Regions from separate parts of the Gossypium hirsutum genome. Here region 2 is linked to region 1. A link is a contact called in public Hi-C data. All regions are on one chromosome and are shown on one strand. The core of a region is the stretch at or near the end of the contact, and the rest is flanking DNA. Distances in the headings are between cores, read along the strand shown.

The links. Hi-C and Micro-C count contacts between places; a contact is called where the count stands out from the background.
Region 2: a Hi-C map of leaf shows a contact between it and region 1, with 2.5 times the contacts expected there. The contact joins the promoter of LOC107886429 here to the promoter of LOC107942777 in region 1. A contact is called at or near these places in 4 of 34 Hi-C or Micro-C datasets (callus and leaf).

What each region holds. Positions count from the first base shown.
Region 1 is chrA03:75,701,699-75,707,922 of Gossypium_hirsutum_v2.1, reverse strand. It overlaps LOC107942777 (putative disease resistance protein RGA3), which reads right to left and starts at 1,656. Exons shown (of 1, transcript XM_016876495.2): 1 at 1-1,656. The coding sequence starts at 1,429. LOC107942780 reads left to right here and starts at 4,900. Exons shown (of 8, transcript XM_016876500.2): 1 at 4,900-5,255; 2 at 5,377-5,423; 3 at 6,047-6,200. The coding sequence starts at 5,066.
Region 2 is chrA03:76,403,716-76,409,462 of Gossypium_hirsutum_v2.1, reverse strand. It overlaps LOC107886429 (histidine kinase 3), which reads right to left and starts at 1,510. Exons shown (of 12, transcript XM_016810386.2): 1 at 13-1,510. The coding sequence starts at 501.

The sequences.
Region 1 (6,224 bases), core at 407-2,906:
CCACATCTTGAAAAAAGGACCGCCTGAGGAGATCCATGAAATACTGGTCCCCCAATTCCTCGAGGCATTGAATTCCCTGCAATGATTGTATAAACCCTTCCGCAATCCAAAGTGAAATCAGCATTTGCCTGTTTATCTCATAGTCCTTAGGAAACAATGAACAGTAAGCAAAGCACTGTTTTAAATAGGATGGCAGTTGTTCATAGCTTAACTTCAGTACAGATAATACATCATCTTCGTTTCGAGTTACCATTGACAATTGCCTCTCTTTTAAAGAGAGCCACTCGGTTTCAGTATCTTTGGTATAAAGAACGCCACCTATGGTCCTTATCACGAGGGGATTACCGGCACATTTTTTGACAATATCCTTCCCAATTGCTACTAATCTTGAATCGTTTGGCTCTTTGCTTTCTTTAAATGCCACTTTTTCGAACAAGGACCACGACATGTCTTCTGGAAGGCCTTCCAACAGGTAAGGCTGGCTTGTGCCTGTAATGGAAGCAACCAGTTGAGCACGTGTAGTGACAATTATCTTACTCCCCCTTGCACCATTCATCAACAAATCTGCCAAATTCAGCCACCTCTCCCGACTATCATTCCACATATCGTCTAACACAAGTAAGTATTTCCGGCCATCGATCCTTTTACGAAGGTGAGTTTGCAAGGAATCCATCTCAAGACTTTCATACTTGGAACTAGTAGCAGACTCCAAAATCTTCCCAACTATCATTTTCACATCAAAAACATCGGAAACACACACCCACATCCTCAACTCAAAATGCTTCACAGTTCTCTCATCATTGTACGCTAGTTGAGCTAGAGTGGTCTTGCCTTGTCCCCCTATCCCAACTATTGGTATCACTGAAACATTGTCAACGCCATTACTCTCCAACAACCTTTTCATGATGGCATCTTTGTCACCTTGTCTCCCAACTACATCTTCCTTTCGGACAAACGAATGTGTCTGCTTCCTCTCAACATTTACAAGTGGTATGCTTATAGGGGATCGGTCCGTAAAGTGGTATTTAATTTTATCAGCAGCTATTGCATCTAATCTCTCCCTAATGGCCTCGATTTGATGACTTACCTTAAGATTGTAAGCTACTTGACTAACTTTTGAGAATAGAAAGCTTACCTGTTTTCCCCTTTTCCCCTGTTGACGTTTCAGAACATGAGTTGAAAAATCATCCAACAGGTCATCTGCATCATAAACTGCATCTTTAAGCTTTCCAAGCCAATCCCTAACCTCATGGCTCTTGGCATGCTGATCCTCTGCATCCAAAAGTACAGCTTTAATGGTGGAAACTGTGTTTTTCAGTTTCTCAAGCTGTTCTTTGGCACCCCACACCAATCCCATTTCCTGGAGGGCAAGGTTGCCTATCTTTCCCAGGATCCCATCAGCTATGTTGAACAAACCTGCTTCTGCCATTCTTCTCTTCTCGTAAAACACTAACAGCAGCAATGGTTAAAATGCAAACCTTTTGTTGATCTGGTAAGCAGTTTAGCCATAAATACAAAGGGTTGACATCAATTTCATTTTCAAATTAGATTAGCTGGCTATGTTATCAAGTCTAGTTTAATGATTAAAATAATCTATGAGGAGGATAACATGGAAAGTTCATAGCAAGTAAGAAACCCATTTTTAATTAGGCCCCAGATGGGTAAGACAACAACATGCTTGACCTTTATTTATGCTTTTAAGTGGTTGTGGAAAATACCCCACAATCCAGCCGTGTCAAAAGGGACAAACTCAATCTTAGAGATGACAACTACGAAATATGTGCATCAAAATGAAGGATTCCATTAAAATCGAATGAATCGATTACTACAGTAACAGGATGAAACTTCAATCATTAATACCGTGTTTGGTTGAAGGGAATAGAATAGCACTAATCATCCTCATTTTTTGTCCTTCCATAGGTGAGCGTTCGATCGAATCGAATGAAAAAATTTTCGAGTTAATGATTCATATTTTATCATCCTAACTCGGTTCAAAATTTTTTCGAATCGAGTCGAGTGAGATGGAATTCGAACCGAAGTTAAATTTGGGGAGAGAAATATTAAAAGGGGGGAGAATGGGTTTGGGGTAGAAGGGGGTGGGGTGGGATGGGAAGGGAGCAAAAATTATGGGGGAAAAGTGGGAGAAAGTAAAAGTTTTGGAAGGAAAGTGAAGAGATTTAGGAGTTTGGGGTAATAATGTAAATTATTATAGTTTGATATTCAGTTTATTAAAATTATTTGAGTTATTCAAATTCAAAAATCAAACTTGATTTGAACTCGAAATTCGAAAAAAATTCGAGTTTACTCGAATAACTCAATTAATTCAAATAACTAGATTCATTTAACTCGAAATTCGAATTTTTTATTTTTTATTTGTTTGAGTTGAATCGAATTTTGCTCACCCCTAATTGTATGACCAAAGAATGACTATTTCATGCAATCTTGAATAACAAAACAAATTTAATTTCCACATTACTCCTTTAAAGCTTGTACTCATAAAATATAAAAACAAAATATTTGAGATATTTTAACATAGTTTAATAAAATATTTTATTTCAAAATATAATTTAAAATAAAATATTTTAATTTAATTTAATAAAAATAATTATATTAATAATATTTTTTATTTTTTTATTTTTATTAAATTATATTTAATAATAATTATATTAAATAATAATTATATTAAATTATGATTAAATTATAATAAAAAAAAACTCTTTTAAGGTTACTTTGATCATTTCAATTTTTTTCCTTATGCTATTATAACATTTATTCTATTCAATCAAATACAAGAATATTAGTATAGTTCTATTTTATTCTACTCAACTAAACAATTGAATTATTAATTATAACTCTATTTCATTACAGTCCTATTCTATTCCAGTGAACTAAATGTATCGTAAATTTCTTACAAAATGACATTATTGTTTTAATCTCCATTTTGAAAATAATTATTTTAATGCAACCCATATGTTTGCTTTGCCAAAATAGATCTTACTTTTTTTTTTCTTAAAGTTTTTTTATTTTTTAGTTAAACTACATCCAACTAACATAAAGAATTTGCAACCCATGTGTTTTTAAGTTTTTATATTTAATGCAACCCATGTGTTTTGGACATTGAAAAAGAATTTGTAAAATGGGGCACCGTGTTTACATATTTTTATCATTTTACTCAACCGCCATTAATTTGTCATTATATACATGTCTTAGGGTGAGTTTAGATGGGCGGTACTTTTAGTTGCGGTTAGTGTAAAAACAGCGGTGGCGGTGAGATTAGATACTGTAGTGATACTGTAACGTGAGACAAAAAATAAGCCAAACGCACCTCACCGCAGTCAATCGCCCATCCAAACGAAGCCTTAGTCAACTAATTTTAGTACTTTTTTTCATTTTGGTCTCTCAATTTATTCTTTAGAATTAATTTTCTTTATTCTTTTTAAAAAAATAAAAAATAAAATAAATGATCAAAATGAAAATTTATTAAGATTGCATGACTAAAATGAGCGTACGTAATAACAGATTAACAATGGGTGACTAAAATGATCAAAATATATAGTAACATCGCAAACTTTATTTTAGTGTCCAAAATGAAAACTTATGAAAATTAGGTGACGAAATGTGGAATTTACCCTTTATTTTCTAAATTTAACTATATATATATATATATTTTTTTTTTTGGCTTAATGCTCAACTTCGCCTCCTAACTATGTCTATTTTTTTACTTTGGCTTAAATTTTTTTTGTCCCAGATTGATAGTTAAATTATTATTCCGTTGCCCAATTCAACCAATTATTTTCTAACAGTGTTAAAAAATTTTATTGCCAAATGACATTAATAAAAATGTCACATGGCACCTTTAAACCAATCAAATAATATGCCATGTGACACTTATGTTTATTTAAAATAAAATATTAACCAGTCATTTACTACCATTGACTGACTTTAATTGTCAACGTAGCGCTAATGGAACGTGTCATGTTACCCTTCTTTTTTTTAAATATTATATAATATATTGTTAAAAATGTAAAAGATCATATATAATATAAAATTTTTAAATTTTTTAAAAAAGTTTAAAAATAAAATAAAATTTTAAAATATATAAATTTAAATTTTAGAAAAATCAAAATATTATATAAAAATTGAAAATTTGTCATAAATTTATTTTTTTTCAAAAAAATCTAAATTCTAAAATTAATATATATATTTCTAAACATTTAAAACTATATATTTGACGAAATTTGTCTATTTTGGAAATTTAGATATATATATTTGAAAATTTAAAATTTAGAGTTTTTTGAAAAAATAAAATTTATGACAAAATTTTTAGAATATATATATTTTTGAAAATTTAAGTTTTCTTTTGAAATTTTTTAAAAGTTGAATGCATTTATATAATTTTATAAAAATTTTCAATTTTTATATAATGTTTTGATTTTAATATATATTTGTATATTTTAGATTTTTTAAAACTTTTTTGATTTATTTTATATATTATATATGATTTTTTTATATTTTAAAAAATATATTATATATAATATTAAAAAGAAAGGTGATGTGGCGTGTTTTAACAGTGTCACGTGAACAATTAAAGTCGATCAATCGTGAGTTGATGTTTTTATTTTAAATAAGTCTAAGTGTTTCGTGACACATTATGATTGATTAAAAGCTGTTATTCTTATTGGCATAATGTGGTAATTCGTTTTTTTAACATTGTTAGAAAAATAAATTAAACTAAATAGCGGAATGATAGTTTAAGTACCAATTTAAAATAAAAAAATTTAAGTAGCAAAGTGAGAATAAGCATAATTCGAAGGCTAAATTGAGCATTAAACCTTTTTTAAAATACAAATTATTTGAGGATACGTCGAATATAAATAAAAATAACTAACAAACAAAACCCTAAGCAATCGATGCTCTCTTGCAACGATACGAGAGTTTGGTTTCATAAAAGCGAAAGAAAGAAAACCCTCTAAACAACTATCAAATATTGTCCCTGAAATAAGTACAAAAGTGAGAGACGATAGGGTTTTAAGAGGGACTTTTTGGGTAGGAGGTGCAATAGAAAATGGGTGACGAAGAAGAAGAAAGAAGAGAACTGAACTTGGTTTCAAAGAAGGATGAAGAAGAGAGCGAAAGCTCAATGACTCCATGGGAGCAACACGCTAAAGTTATAAGCATTCCTCGCTTCGATTACAAGGCTCCTTCTTCTTTGCTTCAACGTTCTCACTCTGGTTTTCTTATCACTTGCACTATCAGTACTTCTGCGGTCCCTTTCCCTGATTTTCTTCAATTTTCTGTTCTGTTTTTTGTCTGATGGCTGCTTCTTTTTTCAGTTTGGAAATGGTGTTTTGACATTTTCTTTTATCTTGTTATCAGAGAGAGAGAAGAGCGCGACGAAAGAAGCCATGGCTATCTTTTCTAAGGTCTTGTCTTTTTCATCTCAATTTTATTTAGTCTTCCTATTATAGGCATAGCTAATTGTTGATTTCATTGAACCATGTCCTGAGATTTCGAGTGCCATTCGAGAACCGAAGAAAGAAATGCAAAAGTTTTGGCATCCAATGTTAGAAAGTAACAGGAAGCAGTTGAAGTTCTCTCTCTGAGAGCTATAATTGCTAATTGTTGGTTGCATAAATAATGAACGTTGCTTTATCCTTCCATATGTTCAAGTAACCTCTAGAATCTGTATAGTCCTTTCATAGTGTGATTGACACTGCCACTGTTGTTTCACAATATCATTTTCGTTTTTCTTGCTAACTGACTGCGAAAAAATGCAAAATCTTCAAATTTAGTTGTATCTGTTAATACATTATAATGAAAAAAAAATGAAGACATTTTCTCTTTCTATTTGACATTGACTAATTGGAGTATGCACCACTTTTGGATGATGATGCTAAAACACTGAATTAGTGCCTTTGATCATGTAGAGCATGCGCCACTTTTGAATTGTTTCTTTTCAGTTTTATGGAAACAGGTTTCTGGTATTGGGCGTGTTGTTGTACTGTTGTCAATACTAATGCTTGTTAATTGTTTTAATATTTTGTAGTATGTTGGCCCCTTCAATGGTGATGATGACACCTTAGGGTGTTCAGGAAACTCTGATGCAAATGCTGATACTAAGAGAAGGAAAATATATACAGAAGAAATTGATCAGAATATTGGTAATAGTGTCGACAACTCAGAGATCACTGATGCAGCCGGTGGGTAGTTTTCAGGCCTAAAAG
Region 2 (5,747 bases), core at 261-2,760, 700 kb before region 1:
GATATGGATTACCTGATCAATAGCAGATGGGTATTTCCCATGGTGGAAAGTTGAGATCAAAATAGAGAGAGCCTGGATATGGTTCATGCTGACATTAAATTGATCCTGCAACATCCTAGCTCTCTCATCACACATGCTAGCGAGCATCTCCTTGCGCTTTTCGGTAGCTTGAGAGCTCATACAACAGAAGATCCAAATAGAAGCCAAGGTCCAACCAATTACCCATGAAAACAAGAGCTTTCTCCACCAAGACTTGCCAACTCTCTTGGAACCAATATACTGGTAGTACTGATGGTGGATCTTGAAGCTATACTTTGAGATTTCATCCCAACATTTGAACCACATCTTGCTACCACTATCACCAAGGAGACCAGCCTTGGGGTCCTTAAATTCACCATTAATGGACCAGTTCATTGAAATCATAGATGCTATCCAGCAACATAACATCCAAACCAGATGCCCCACCTTTAAACCAAACCCAAATACATGAAGCAAACTCATCCAAGAAACAGTGACCAATTACCAGCTAACTAAGCAAACAGTAACCCCCCCCCTTAGCCTGAAAGTGGGTCTTACCTGCTTGTTTATTCCAGCTAGAAAAGAGAGAGACCCATTGTCAAATCTATAGAAAACTGTCTAGTAAAATCCAACATCTCCAGAAAACCTCAAGAACCTTGGGATAAGAGAATAAAATATTTTAAAAAAAACCCAGCAAACTCCAAATTGACTACAAGACAGAAGGTGTTGTAACCGTGCGGGAAAGAAAAAAAACAAAAGATGCCATCTTATCCAGCACTACACCCTCTAATAACTGAGAAATGCAAGATATAGGACCTTGAATTGAGGAAGACCATGGAAATTTTTCAAAATTACCATAAAAGAAAAAGAGAAATAGAGAGAATGAAAGAATCCCTCTAGATTCTGAGTTTCAATTTTCTAACCACCACCCAAATCCCAGAACAAGAAAAAGACTAGGCCAAAATGTCCAGAAAACCAAAAGGGTTCCAAAACTGGATATCAAATCAATAAAAACTTAGCTAACATAATCTTCCCTCAAGCCAAAAGAATCTGACAGGAAATCCTTAAATTCCTAAAATCAAGCACCAAGACAGCAATTAAACATGTGGGTTTTATTGTTTGACCCCCCAGACCCAAACTTCACCTGTAACAACACCCTGTTGAGATCTATCAACAGAATTTTCGAGCTGATTTTTAGTACAAAGTAATCTTATTATTTACTAAAGATGACACTTTGCTGCTGTAGTTGAAGAGGGAAAAGAAGAACATAAGAAGAGTAGGACTAATGGACATCTACGATTGAGAGAATCTATGAAAGGAAGATGAGAAGAATATGGTTGTAGAAATGTCTGCTAGCATAGGCCATTATCTCTACCCATACCATTCACGACACCCCAACCCCCCCTAATTTAATAATACTACTACTATTTTCTCAACAAAAATAATATAAATTTAAATTCAATGCTTACAAATGTATTTAATTTAACATTTCATTTTCTACTACTATCACTGTTGCACTAATGCAACCTTATCTTATTCTTTCTTTTTTCCCCTTTTAATTTATTAACTAATTCAATTAATAAAAGTTGGAACCTCCCCCAGCATAAAATGAGAAAACCATATTTTTTATATTTAATTATCATTTATATAGTTGTAAAATAAAATAGTTTTACACAATTATATGATTAATATTATATCAATTCAATCGTCATATTCATTCTTCAATCATCTATGTTAAGTTCGGCACAAATTAAATTTTTTAACTATTTATTTTATGAAAAAAATTTCAAACAACTAAATATATATTAATATAGATAATATTTTAGATCAATATAATAAAAATATTGGTCGATTCAAAAGTTCACTTATATGACAAGAACAAATATATTGAAAAATCCAATGGTTAAATTCAGGGGCGAAGCCAGAATAAATATTTAGGGGGCCAGATAAAATTTTAATTTTTTATAGTTTATATCTTTATAATTTGTATAGGATTAAATCGAATTTTTATAATTTTAGGGGAGGCCAAAGTGTAATTTTACATTTATTAATTTAAATTTTTTAAAACATTTTAAGGGCTAAAAGAACAATTTACATTTTAGGGGGGGCGGGGCGCATGCCAACCCCTGACTTCGCCTCTGGTTAAATTGTTAAAATATCCATAAGAATAATTATGAAAAGATATAAAACTACCTTGTTTTATATATTTAAATCAATACTATTTTGCATCATCCATAAATAAATTAACCATTTAAAAGTATAATAAATAAATAAATAAATAGTTTTTAATTAACATCTTATGATTTATTGACAATGTGTTAGTTTATGTGCTATTCATAAAACAAATATAATTTTCTAAAAAAAATTAAAAATAATTTTTTTGAGTTTTTTTTTCCATTTGTATGTTTAAGGACGTTGAAAAATAATATATATTAAATTATGGTACATTCATAAGAATATATTATTAAAAATTTATATAAAAAATTAAATGAAAATTTAATTAAAATGATAAAGTCCAATATTTAAAATCCAATTCAATTAATTTGTGACACCAATTATATTAGAAATTTTAAGTATAACTAAAATATGACACTCATAATATAGATGAAAAAATATTATGTAACAAAATATACTTATTAAAAGTTTATGATGTTTTGGTTGAAACTTGAAATGCAAATTTTAAATTTATAGTGTTTTTTTTTGTTTAAATTTTATTGTGTATAAATTTTAATTGATTTATAAAATTCTAAATGGACAAAAATGCTCTCATTATAATATAACTTACTTTATAGAAAAGAAATGTATTTTTAGTAATTTCTCAACTAAATTAAAATTTGATTGATGAGTGGCACCAACTCAATTAAAGCCAGAGATAATAGATACATAGATAAAGAGTTTGATCTCTACCCATGAGAATTAAATACATTTCATGGTCAGTTTTTTACCTTTTTAAAAAACACTTACGACTAAGATTAATCACTACTACTAATAATCAACATCTTGATTTAAAAAAAATGTTAAAAACTAATGATTAAACAAGTAGAAAATGAATTGTTTTTTTTTAATTGAATTATAAACCTCAATCTTCTAATTAATAAAATCTTCATTTTACATTTTTTCAACAAATAAAATCTAAAAGTAAGTGTAAGAATGAAACTCGTTTTTCATTAAAATAAATCATATGGTTGAATGAGAACGAACAAATTTTTGAAATTAAAACTGGATTTTAAATTATAAATTTAAAAAAAATTGGTCTACAGTTTAAATTGAAACTCCACTGAATTACACGTTTGACAATGATAATCTGTAAGGAAAACTGACGGGTAATGATAAGTCAATTATTAATCTCTTTCCCCTAGTTTATAGTATGAAAAAAAATTAATTAATTAAATGATTTGTCAAATAAAATGTTTTGTAAATATGGAGAGAGTTTTATGTTTTGTTTAATGGTAATGAGATATACTAAATACTAAAAGGTTTCAAAGAAATTAGATTATTTTTGTAAATAAAAAGAAATATGAATGAGCGATAATGTAGTAGTAAAAGAGTAATTAAGGGCAGTTAAAAAAAATAAAAAGCGGGGGCAGACTTTAATCAAGGCAATGTCACTAAAGTGGTGAGTAGGCCATCAAATATTACTGGACAGCTCACTTCCTCTTTTTATTAATGATTGTTTGGGTTATTATAATTTTATAAATTATTAAAATAGTAATATATAAAATATTTAATGTGGATGTGATTAGATTTGTAAAAAAATTATAAATATTTTTAATAAATAAAATTTTAAGATATATATTAAAATTAAGTAAATAATATATAAAAAAAAAATTTTCATAGCAGAGCATGCAGAGTAAAAATAAAATAATGGAAAAACACATATTTAAATAGAATTTGAGAAAGCAATTTATGCCACTTAAATTCTCTATTAAAATTCATCAAAAATGTTCAATTTCTTAATTAATTTTACTTAAACAATTAAATTTATTTTTAAAATTTTAAAAATCTTGATATAATTTTTTTTTTTAAATTTTCTATTCAAACACTGGATAAGATCCACTCAATTACTTTTTTCTATTAATAGAAAATTTAAATGTATAAAACTCGTACTAAATTTAAATTTAACTTATAAATAATGATTTATTAATTAATGAAAAATAATGGAACGAAGATAAATCTATCCAAACACGCCATTAGAGTCGGTCTCTCTGGCTTATCGACTTCCCTCTTCCTCATAGCCAATCAAAACCTCCCACGTTTTCAACTCTATAATGACTTTGCCTTCATTTATTCATCTATTTGCAGCTGCCTGTCTTTTTCCTTTTCTGGACGCTTGCGTCGGGGCTTTTAGTTTTATGTGAGTTCGTAAAAGCTCTTCTTTTTCTCCATAGCAATACAATAATATTAAATAAAAGAGTATATATTATTCATTTTTAAAAATTATTCTAATTGATATTATTAATAATTTTATGTGTTCGTCATTCAATTTTAAAAAGTTACATAGTCACTATTTAAAAGTTTTCATTTAAGTCATTAGACAATTAAAATTGTTGTTATATAACATTCTTTATTTGCACCATATGCATCAACTGAAAGCTTTTTTTCCCTTTACTTCTACAATTTAGTTTTTTTTTCAGGAAATAATTTTGAAGGTCACAAATTTTGGGGCGAAAGGCTTATTAGAGTACGGCCTAGTTTAGGAATATTTTTCAAAAATACTTTTGGAAAAAAAATTCTAAGGAAAAGTTAAAATTTTCAACTTCTGAAAAAAGTACTTTTGAGCCAATTTTTAGCTTAGGAGAAATACTTTTTTCTCTCAAAAATAAAATAAATTGTTCTTGTTACTCATACTATTGTTGATTAAATTGTTGTTGTGTCAAAAGTTACTTTTCGAGAGACCTAATTTTCTTTTTGCATTTTGGTGAATTGATTGGAGTTAGTATTAGGATTTTGTATGGTTTGTTCCTTTGAAGTGGACTACGATGGTACTAGTGGAGGAGGTGGAAACAAGCTTTAGTTGGGGTATGAGGCATAATATCTTGGTGGTGCATAGTTTAGGTATACATTATAATGTTGATAGTAAAGATCTTATGGATTGTAAGGATTATAAAGTTGGTTAATAGGCGGTTATAGAGGAATTATGTTAAGTTTGAGTCATTTGAGATTGAGGGTTATGAGTTTGGTCTTCATACTTTTAGGTTGCAGGAATATCAAGGTTGACTTGAGCCATATTTGTCCAAGCTTATCACACCTAATTGCTAATTGTTAGAATTAGAGAAGGTTGAAGGAGGTTCACACGAAGGCATGCAAAGAGGTTCTTGGTTACCAAGAAGATGGGAGAGAAAGTCAAAGGAAAAAACTCGGAAGAGTTAGAGAGTGGTTGAGTTTTCATGTCCCTTGCATTATTCTCTCGGCTATCTTTGTATAAGTCTTTTTATGGCCTTCATTCAACCAGCTATCTTTTAGTTTGTAAGCTTGTTGAGTCATGGTCTTTTTTAAACGCATGTTGTAGTAGGATTTGGAAAGTCTTATCTTATAAGTTGGCTTGAATGCGTTACGATGAAACTAAGTGAAGCCCACGTGTCAAATAATTGATGAGGTGTTTTGGCAAAGCATACTCCCTTGACAAGGTATAGTTGGTATGGTGAGATATTTGTGATGGGCAAGGTGTGCTTTATACAAGACATGTTTTTGGCATAACATCACTAAACATCCCCAAATTATTATTTAGA